Regions from separate parts of the Anas platyrhynchos genome. Here region 2 is linked to region 1. Evidence: chromatin contacts called from public Hi-C data. All regions are on one chromosome and are shown on one strand. Each heading gives the region's core, a stretch centred on a gene start, on an enhancer-like site or on the middle of the called end of the contact. The rest is flanking DNA. Distances are from core to core; before and after follow the strand shown.

The links. Hi-C and Micro-C count contacts between places; a contact is called where the count stands out from the background.
Region 2: a Hi-C map of liver shows a contact between it and region 1, with 2.8 times the contacts expected there. The contact joins two enhancer-like sites.

The regions. Positions count from the first base shown.
Region 1 is chr3:2,527,248-2,532,723 of IASCAAS_PekinDuck_T2T, forward strand. It overlaps LOC101793955 (sodium/potassium/calcium exchanger 3), which reads right to left. Exons shown (of 26, transcript XM_027453145.3): 22 at 1,688-2,818. Among named protein-coding and RNA genes, the nearest start is that of CFAP61, 360 kb to the right of the region's middle. Within about 2 kb of position 2,229, at least 6 of the 8 cell types and tissues checked have an H3K27ac peak or open chromatin away from gene starts, as enhancers often do.
Region 2 is chr3:2,638,579-2,644,054 of IASCAAS_PekinDuck_T2T, forward strand. All of the region lies in intron 15 of LOC101793955 (sodium/potassium/calcium exchanger 3), which reads right to left. Among named protein-coding and RNA genes, the nearest start is that of CFAP61, 250 kb to the right of the region's middle. Within about 2 kb of position 2,318, at least 1 of the 8 cell types and tissues checked has an H3K27ac peak or open chromatin away from gene starts, as enhancers often do.

The sequences.
Region 1 (5,476 bases), core at 979-3,478:
CAAGAAAATAGCTGGATAACAGGCAGGGCTACATTTTAAGAGTTCTCTGTTAGGGATGACTAAATCTTGCTGTCGCATAGTTATCTGCTGAGATCAGCAACATCTGACACTCCTGATCACTGTGGCTGCTTCCAAGCTCAAGCAATAGGCAGCAAGCAGACAATTCAAAAGCAACTTCATTTGTTTAAACTACCCTGCTTTATACATTAACTGCACTTAATCACATGATCAGAGCCAGACTTTCTGTCCTTGAAGAAAACTAATGTAATTATGTTTCATAACTTCAGCTACTCCAAACTACTGAAATGTTTAAAAGCAGATATAACTTTGCCAATCTTCAGAGACCCACAGTCTGATTTAACCACACCCTTACAACAAAAAGTACAAGTCAAATCAAGTTTTGACCAAACTACTAGTAAATACAGTTCTGTATTCCCATGACAAATAGCCAGTATTCTGCAGAAATCCAGGGAAAGAGCACCCCCCCACACACTGTTATGTTTGCCTTTTTCTTCCACATAACATACACTTAATATTCTTTAATAATCTAGCAAGAACATTACAGTTCTTCAAAAGAGTCTGTCTGGAGGACACTCAGTGTGTATTTGCTTTAGGCATGCTTATTACCTTTCCTTGACTTTGCATAAATGAAGTTGAGGTTACATGAGAATACTTCCTCTCAGTCAAGGACAGACAGAAATGTCAACATAAAAACACCCTCTGCTCCCAGAGAAAGAGGTATCCTGCCAGTTTTGCACTGGGTGAACTGTTGGGACACTGGGTTATAGCAGAAAAACAAGCAAATTTGGACTAAGTGAGCTCACAAGGAAAGTATTTTGCCTTGAGGGATGTTTACCTCCTTAAAATGGCTTACAGGCTCTTTTACAAATACTGCTTAACTCAACAAGACAGGGAGACAGTGAGATTTTATGCAGCAACAACGATTTCACTTTAGTGGATATGCAAGTCTCTCCCTGTTGATAAAGCATGTATTCAAGCCTATAGCTCATCTGCAACCATTTATAAACACATACATGCAACAGAGAGGTATAGAAATCCTGAGATTGGCAACCCCCCCCCCTCTTTTTTTTTTTATCTAACTTTTTAGTTGGCATCAACTGTGAGGACAGTGCATCTTTGCTAGGGGTGCATGAGACTGTTGGGATGAATTAAATTTATTTTCAAAGTAAATTGCTACAAAATGCCTCTCTGCTCTTAACCATCACTAGTTTCTAATAAATTCTTGCATGGCTACAATGCATACTTAACATATAGTTAAAATTGCCATAGTTTTGGTCCAAGGCATCTAGAAATGTACGAACCCAACTGAGAAAAAAAAAAATACATGCACCAGCAAATAAGGGATTTTGTATCATTAACAGTACTGCAGATTTAAAAAAAAAAAATCATGGGTAAAAAGTTCAACAACTACTGTTGTTATTTTAAGAATTTTTTTATTTTTTATAAATAACTTTGTAGCATAGTTCTGAGTTGCTATGCTGTGCGGCTTTTTTCCACCTTCTCCCCCTCCCCCCCCTCCCCCCCAAAAAAAAAAATCAAATACTCACCAGCTTGAATTCTGCTAGCAAAGTCAACATCACTTTCCCAGACCAGCACAAAACCCATCACTATAAACATAGATTATACATTTTTACCTTCCCCCAAAATACAGCACAATGTTCCTTACCTATTTGGTCCTCTGGAATCAGTGATTCGATTGGAGGATCAAGTTCAGAGCTTTGGGACAAATAATTCTTGACTTGGGTCATGAACTGCCGAATCGTTTGCAGCATATCGGTGCTCGAAACGTGGCACTCCTTATTTTCCTGGAGAAAGCTGATATAGTCTTGCACTAGGCACCCAAAATAAGTGCGTTTATCTTGGGACATCTCTGCAATCTTCTTAATCATCCTCTTTTCGGGGGTCATGAAGGAACTGAAAACTCCACTAACTTTCCGTAGCTGAGATTTCACAATCTTGGGGAGAACAAACGAACTGTTTCTTTTCTTCTTGGGCTTCAGCGGAGGTGCCATGCTCTCTTGGTCGCTTTCCCCCTCAAAATCCTCCAGGCTGCTGTTAGTGTCACCCTCATAGCCAAACAACGGCATGCTCCGATCGAAGTCCAGCGAGTCTGACGAGGAGGTGGAAATGCTCATGTCGCTCAGCCTCTGTCTGCCTCCATTCCGGGGTGTGTATGACTCAGAGCTGGTAGCTACACTCTTCTTGGAGACTGCTAGAGCCGGCTCAGGCGGGGTTTCGCCCGGAACACCAGCAGCTTCAGGGACAGGCACAGAGCTGCAGACAGGTCGAATTACTGCTGCGGTCTTTGGGCTACCTTCCACCTCCACACAAACAGCCTGCTTCTTTAGCCGGGGAGGCGGAATAGGGGCTGGTTTATTCTGCAGCAAATCCAAGTCTCTCTCTTTCTTATGGTTGACTGTTTCTGGCATGCTTGCCTGCTTTATAGTCCTGGAAAGCTGTGGACTCGTGAGGATACTATTAATAGAAGGAGGTGGTGGCCGGGGTGGGGGAGAGCGAGGCCTCTCAGTGCCATTCAAGTCCTGAGATCTCAGGCTCTGCCTTTTCAGGCTTCCACTGACATCCTGGCTGTGCACTTTTAAGAAGAGTGGATTAATGAAACACAGCGCTCCGTTGGTCTGGCTGCACTCCAACTCTGAAGGCGTTCTGGTTCGTATAGAATGCACTCCATTTATAAGGCAGAGCTGACGTGAGCCTTTGCAAGCACTGTCTAAAGGCACAGGCCTACGGGGAGGTGAAGGATCCGGGGGGTTGCTGTTAGCCGGAGAGCTCCAGAAGTCTAAAAATCATCATTGTGTTAAGGTCAGAATGCAAAAAAAGCATGCAGAGGACTTTCAAAACATTCAGCTCAACACAAACAGCTTCAAGTAATAAGAAATTCAGACAAGCTTTTATCAAGTCAAGAAAAAAACATCCTAGTGAGCCTCTAGAAGCACTACCAGACATAACTGTATGCTATACTCCTGATGCTGCTCTTGCTCATTTAAATATTTCATGACCAATGCATAGCTTCAAATCAGACCAGAGAATTAGGCTTAAAATAAGCTGAGCATCACAGAAAGGAACAGAGACTAACACAGCAATCCTTAGCAATTTGAGGCTAAAATGAGTATAAACCAATTACTAGCATCTCAATCAGGAGGAATAAGCCTAGGTTCTCAGCTGGTATTAATTCACTCCATTAAATAGGACAGAATTATGCTGATCTACACCAGCTGACAACCACTTACAACAACAACAGAAATTTTCCATTTTGTTTCCTCTTAAAGTGAGCAAACAAAACTACAAATGAAAAGACAGCTTGCTTTTTGCTGCATTGGGTGCAACATAGTCTTTAGCTATGCAGAACAAATGCTGGTGTCTCCTTATGAGTGCTGGCCTGCAGCCCTGTGTTTGCAATGGTGACAGTTTGTCTGAGGTTTTAGATACTGAGCAGCACAGAAATAGACCGAATGTGCCATCACAGAACAGCACAGGGTGGAAAACCTGTGCTAAACCAGTAAGTTTCAGCTGCTGCCTCTTGTCCCAGCAGAGCATCAGCATGTTTGTGAAACTGAGTCAACAGTAAAGCCCATCAGTTCAAGAAACTAAAAAGACTGAAACCAGACAAGCCCTTGAGGACAACAACCACACTGAAACAAGTGAAGAATACCAAAGGCAGACTTTGCTCAAATTTGCCAGTCTTGACACAGCCTCTTTTCCTCTAGTGCCAAGATACCTTACATTGATTGTTGAGCAAAAGTAGGCCCAACTGCATGAATGCCAAATGCTCCTTGGCAAGGTCCATGCCTGACAGGTGGGGTATTGCCTACAGGGCAGAAGACAGGGAACAGCCTCTGGCGATAGGCTGCTGCCAGAGAACATATGTAAGGACAGACATACTTCTCTGTGGAGTCATGCAATGACCCTGTTTTTTCCTGCTCCATGACTCCACATCCTGCTTGCAGCATGCCTAGCACATAGGCTCTTACAAAGATGTGCGAGGTAAGCACCACTGCAGGCCAAATAAGAATAGAGACCAAAAGAGGGAACTTTATGCTTAGCATGTGAAATCCAACAGGTTAACAACAGTCTCAAATCTTTTACCACCAGTTCTTCCTCCTGTGCTTTGCTGGGCTCTGTGCTGCTGACCTGCCTTGTACAGTTCTCCTGAGCCTAGAGCATGAAAGAGTGCTGACAGGAACTAAGGCTCTTGTTGTTCAGAGCAGGATGTTTTGTGCCTTCTTGTTGCTTAATTAAAGCTCACGCTTAACAAGATGGGCCCCTTGAAGTTCTTAGGCATCTTTTGGGTACACAGCATTGCAGGACTGACTTCCTGGAGTGCACCTTTGAACGTGGACATCCAGAACTCCATCAAAATCCCAACTTCGCTGCCCAGCTTTTGCTTACAGAAGCTGTGAGCTTAATCTGGTATATAGTATATAACTTATCCCAAATGCAACCACCACAAAGTTGGAAGCTGATCCATCAGTCTCTCCTCAGCTTTCAAAGGCATTATCTTAAAGAAACAACACACAAAACACACAGAGATGGTTCAAGAGCAAGCAAAGCACGGTGCTTTCAAGTACCAAGGACAAAGAGCGTGGTTCATCCGGACAACCATGATGGCCTATGGAGATAATCTTCTATGGAAAAAACTTGCCTAAATGGTCCTTTCAAGGCCTCCAGGGGTCTCAGAGAGACCATCTTCATCACCTTGCATCCCAGTCAGTCCTTTTTCCCTAAACATTTATCTAATAAACAGTTAAACATTACTCTGTATTCCCATGAAAATTCACACTTCCATTTAAATAGCTAACATTGCAGATGAGCAGTGTGGAAGACTTTAGTCTACTCTCTAAAACCAATCCCTGTCAGAGCTACTGCAGCAAAATGAAATGCAAAGCAATGCAATATTTCCCCAGTGTATAGCTTAGCTGCCAACTCCCACCAAACAGTCCTAGCGAGTCTTGTGTTAACCCTGAGTTACTGAGGATCCATTTTAAAATTAAAGATGACTCAAAAATCTACTGGGACAAAAGACTGCCCTCAGCTAACCCTTCCTTCCTGTAAAAGGAAATGAAGCCATTCAGCACTTTGCAGGAGTTGCTCAATGATTCATCTGGGTTGAGCCTATGGTTCAAATCTTGCCAGGCTTTGTATCTGCTGCAAGCTCAGGATGTATTTCACACTGAGCCTGTATTTGGTTGAAGCAGTCACAGTATTTTCCACCAAACCAATGTGCACGGATACATTCTACAGGTGCTATGTATACACCCCCTCCTTTTATTAACTGTTACACCCCCTCCTTTTATTAACTATTAATGCTGCTGCTTTAAGCCACACATCAAAATTATCACTATAAGATAAATAATCACATGAACAGAGTTTTATTAATAGTGAATTTCAGTTCCTACACTCTCCTGGCAGCTACAGCTAATTATCAAGCTAGTGCCTG
Region 2 (5,476 bases), core at 1,068-3,567, 110 kb after region 1:
GCGACCCCTGCTGATACTCAGCATCACCATGTTAGTGGTTGCCCTGATGACTGACAGAGACATTGAACCTATCCTCCCTTCTTTTTCTAAGGATTCAACGTGGTCTATATGCAGATACCTGGGCAAAAATGGGGCAGGGAGCAGATACACAGGTAATTGCTGTGAAGAGGTGAAGGCCAGCTTGGGCTTAATTTCCTGTGATTCATCACCGTGCCCTGGAATTAAAACAGTGAATAGCAAACTGGCCAGCAAGTATCAAACCAGTAAAGTTCGCTTACTTGCTCAATGAGTTTCTCTCAAGTGTCCACTTACCTCTGGATTCTCTGATTTCTAACAAGGCTCACAATGGGACTACTCCTCCTCTTTTTATGGATAGGCATATGAGCATACTCACAAATGCAGATGTGAGCAAATGAACCTGGCTGTTTATCCTTAAGCTAAAATTCCCACTCCCTAAAATACTCCTGGCTTTTGTCTGTTTAATGGCTTTGCATCCAAACAAAAAATCCAGAGGAAGGCAATTGGATAGAAGACACAGAGTAAATGTCCCTCCACAGGATTACAGACTTGGCAACATGTCCAGGATTCAGAGCTGGAAGAGATGAGAAAGTGAACTTTTTCAAAGGTCTGTCTAGGTCTAGAGGGATGCTGCTTTTTCTCTGAAAGCCCTGCTGGCATGCTAGATGAGCTACACTAGGTAACATCAGGTCAGAGCTGCAGCAAGTGACCTCCAAGTAGCAGAGATGGAAGCTCCAGTGGGAAGCACACAGGGAAGGCAGAACTATTGCCTAAACATCAATGGGTGTCCAGAAAACAATAGGACTCTTTAAAATATAAATATACTGATGGATCAGAGACTAGACATCAGAGAAACAGAAGGGATCTGATGTGCAAGCTGTTTGAGACTGTCCAGATCTGCCCTTTGGCGGAAAGAGGCCAGAGGCCTGGTCCAGTTCTAGAACTGTTGTACTGACACCTGAATTTAAGGCGAGGGCATGGGAGGATCTTTTCTTCTCCTCATAAACACTAACACTTTTCTGGAGAAGCATGAGATGGAGCATTCTGTTTCTTGGGTTTGTCCTGACTCCAGTCAGCACTGGAAGGAGAAGAATGAAAATCCAGTATTGTACATTGATGATCACACTGAGAGATCTGGTTCCTGGTAACTGATGCACACAGGGGAGGCAGGGAGAATCACATCAGAGACCATTGTCTGTCTGTTTTGAGACATTGATTTTGCAAAATGCTGCCCTGTGTGCTGGCTTCCCACATGGCGTAACATAGGGCAGCCCCTCTGTTCAGACTGGGGCTGACTGCTCTGCAGTCTCCACTCATGGGCTACCCATAAAATGTTTCATTTCAAGTAGGAAAACAGAAGAAAGGGAACTTAGTTCTCTAAAACAGTCATCAGATACTTCCTGATGGAGCCTTAAAAACAAAAGAAAGTTGTCCATTCCTTTCTTCTAATACTAAAGGAAGAATAGAATGAATAATACACTGAGACACGCGATAACAACAGTCTGGGGAAAGGAGCCGTCAGTACTGGGACAGGCATTTAAAATGATTGCAATTTAGCAACCTAGCACCAGGTTGTGTCTCTGGGGACTCACAGTCTATTTGCAGTTCTGCCACTTCACACACTGCTGTTCCCACAGTTCACACACTGCTGTGTGACCTCCAGCAAGTCCATTAATCTCTCTTTAATAGGTCGCCTCTGGCACTTTTCCTATCTTTTCTATTAGATCACAATCTGTATTTCCCCCCCCCCCCCCAGCCACAATCTCTTGGAGCACTTAAAACAGTAAGTCCTGCACTCAAAACAGTAAGTCCTGATTCTGCATGGGGCTTCTTGTCACAGCTGCGAGGTAGACGGCAGAACTAGGCAGTGACTGGGCCTTTGCAGAACAATGCTTTCAACATACCGATGTGCCACAACCAGCTACAAGCTTGCAGGCTGCACCTCATCTAAAGCTCTCTGCTTGCCTCAAATCAAAATGCACCATCTGTACAATGGGCTCTGAAACCCCCACCTGCCCTTGGGCAGCATAAGGAAGGCTCAAACACAAGCTGTTTGAACAAAGGGTGCTACAGCAGCTGCAAGCACCATTAGCAATGAGACTGCTCTCCATGTTCAGAATGAGATCCCGTAAATCTCTTCCTGGTTCTGAGCAGCTGCTTGTCTGGTTATGGTGTGAAGCCACTTTGCCGCATGTGGCTGAGAAAGGTCAGGATGTGCACAAACACGACACTACACTGTGATGTGCATGTGCACACCACAGCACGCAGACAAAGGGAAAGAAAAAGGGAACAGATCCTGCTCTCCCTTTCAGCACAGTAACATGTGGTAACAGAGTTCTGGCTTTATGTCAGCATAACAGGGAACACAATTTGGCCACAAGGGATTCTGAATCAGGCAGCCTGAAACAAGAGATACATTGAGATTTTACAGAGTATGATGTTCAAGAAAGCCCTGAGTGTGTAGACTTTTAGAAAAATAAGGTTAAAGGAGGCTCCTCTGCTTTAGAGCTTAACTTTGAAATGATGCAGTCTACCTTTTTATGACTTACACAAAAGGTATTACTGTCTTAACAGCCTGTCTATAAAAATGCATTTACTCTTTACTTTCAGCAAAAGCTTAACTTTGACTTCACCACAGTTCTCTTGGATTAAACATTCTGGAGAAGAAAGGATTTTTTTATTTTTTTTCCCTTTAGCAATCTGTTTCACTCTGTATACAAGAGTACAAGACAGGAGAATCATGATGGCTTTGAGGAATTCCTCTTTTGGAAGCGATGCTACAGACAAATTTGGGATCCTTCCAAATAACAAATGAGCAGTATTAAATTGTGATTATTTGCTGAGATCACCCAGTGCTTCAGACTTGCACAGTCACATCCAGCTGGCCTGAGCCTTGCGATCTCCGTGAACCTGTTGAGCAGCCCTTGCCCATGCAAGCAGCCCAAGGCTTGCCCCTGAGAAGCTTAGGATGCACAAGCAATCTGTGTGCTGCCCCTGTCAACCTCAGTGTGGGCACATCAGCAAGGCGGCTCCCTGAATAATAAACAACACCTTGCAGCTCTTAATGCTGGCACCAGGCTATACCAAACCTGACTGAATTCTAGCTTTTTGTGGCAACTCAATAATTACTGTGTATGGGTGTGTGTGAGGGGGTGCTGTTTTGTTTCAAAGTCTACTTTTTCAAGGATTTGGAGAGATATAAAAACTGTAAGCGAAAACCAAGAGAACACTCTTTGGTAATTGTGGGGCTATTTCCAAGGCTCTTTTTTTTCTAGCCATGTGATCACAGTGTACAATGAACATTTTGGGTGAGCAAAACAGTAGCGACATTGTTGTGCCCCCATGAAAGCTGGCTGCTTCTGTCCAGTCACTTGATTTCATTCTTTTCAAGTAAAAAAAAATGTAACAAGTATAGATGAGCTGTGGATAAGTAGGTAAGTTACTTGTTAGAGGAAAGTATTTTATTCCTAAAGCATTGCTTCCTTTTGTCATTCCTATATTCAAGAAGAGAAAGGGGGAGATCCAAGGAACTAGATGCTAGTCATCCTGACCTTGATCCCTGAGAAGGGGAGGGAGCAAATAATTCTGGGAAACATTTCTAAACATATGAAGGACGAGAAGGTGACTGGGAGTAGACAGATTTATGAAGGGAAAATCATATTTACCCAGACTGATAGCCTTTTATGGCAAGATGGTTGAGGTAGACTTGGACAAGGGGAGAATAACAGATGGTGTTTGTGTTGACTTGAGGCTTTTGACACTGCCTCTCATAGATTCTCACAGACAAACAGAAGAACAGACTAAATAAATGGATGGTGGAGTGGACTGATAAATAGGTGAACTTCTATGCTCAAAGGGTTGTGTTCAGCAGCATAATGTTCTGCTGGAAGCCAGAGCCTAGTGGTATACCCCAAGGGTCAGCACCACATCTTCATTAATGACATGGACGATGGGGCAAAGGGCACCCTCAGCAAGTTTACAGCTAACACAAAACTGGGAGGAGTGGCTGATGCACCAGAAGGTTGTGTTGCCATTCAGAGGTACCTGAACAGGCTGGGAAAGTGGGCTGGCAGAAACCTCACAAATGTCAACAAAGGGAAATGAAAAGTCCTGCACGTGGGAAGGAACAACCCCATACACCAGTATGCACTGGGGCCAACCAGCTGGAAAGCAGCTTGGCAGAGTAAGACCGTAGACACCAAGTTCAAGTCCATGATGGACCCTTGTGGCAAGGAGCACCAACAGCGTTCTGGGCTGCATTAGAAGTGCTGCCAGCAGGCAGGGAGGAGATCTTTCCTTTCTTCTCAACATTAGTGAGACACATTTGCTGTGCTGGATCCAGTTCTCAGCTCCCAAGTACAAGGAAGATAAAGACTTACTGGAGAGCGTCTAGTGAAGGGTTGCAAGGATGATTTAAGGGACTGTAGCATCTGATGCACAAAGAAAGAATGAGAGAGCAAGGACTGTTCGGCCTGGAGAAGACTCAGAGGCATCTTACCAGTGTGTATAAAAACCTGATGAAAGAGTATAAAAAAGGTGCAACCAGACTATTCTGAGTTTTGTCTATTCAAGGACAATAGGAAATGCATACAATTTAAAATACAAGAAAAATACAAGAAATCATTAAAATCTTTTTTTTTCTTTTTTTTTTTTTTTTTAAACCATGAAGGTAGTGAAGGTGGTTAAGCACTGGAACAGGCTGCTGAGAGAGGCATTGGATTCTCTAACCTTGGAGGTATTAAAGACACAAATGGACATGGTCCTAAGTGTCCTGTTCTAGCTGGCCACTCTTTGAGCAGAGGTTTGGGGACTAGATAATTTCCAGAAGTATCCGTCAACCCCAACAATTCTGTGATTCTACATTCTTAACTTTGCAATCACTCAGTTATAGTAAAGAAGAATCTCTCCCACACTGCTACATGAGAGTGGTCCAGCTTAACAGCAATAAAAACAGCAGCTTCCCTCTGGAATTTCATGGCATCTCTTGCTCTTCTCTCTCAGAAGGGAGCTTCCAACAGCCTAGTGTATAGCGATTGTCTGATTTATTATTTGGGAACTACCAGGAGGTTTCACTGGTGTTGGGTAGATTTTCTCATACAGAAAAGCTCTGCAGTGTTTCCTGATGATGGTCAGGCTCTGAAATAGCCCAGTTATTTAACAGCTTCCTTCATCTTTCAGTGTGTTAATGGCTTAGGAACACTAGCATTTTTCTTACTAAAAGCCCTAGAGGCTTCCTTCATCCTTTACATCCCACCTATGTATTTACCCTATCTTATTAAAACAGTATCATTCTCCTTATTTGGAATATATTCAAGTGCATAAAAACACCATATGCTCTAGTGAGCTAGCTTATTTCAGCACAGACTGCTGCCTTTAAGGAAGAAATGGAAATACCTGTCCTCCAAGAGATATGGAATGTATATTCACAAGTAATTGCCATTACCCCCAAATCAAAACA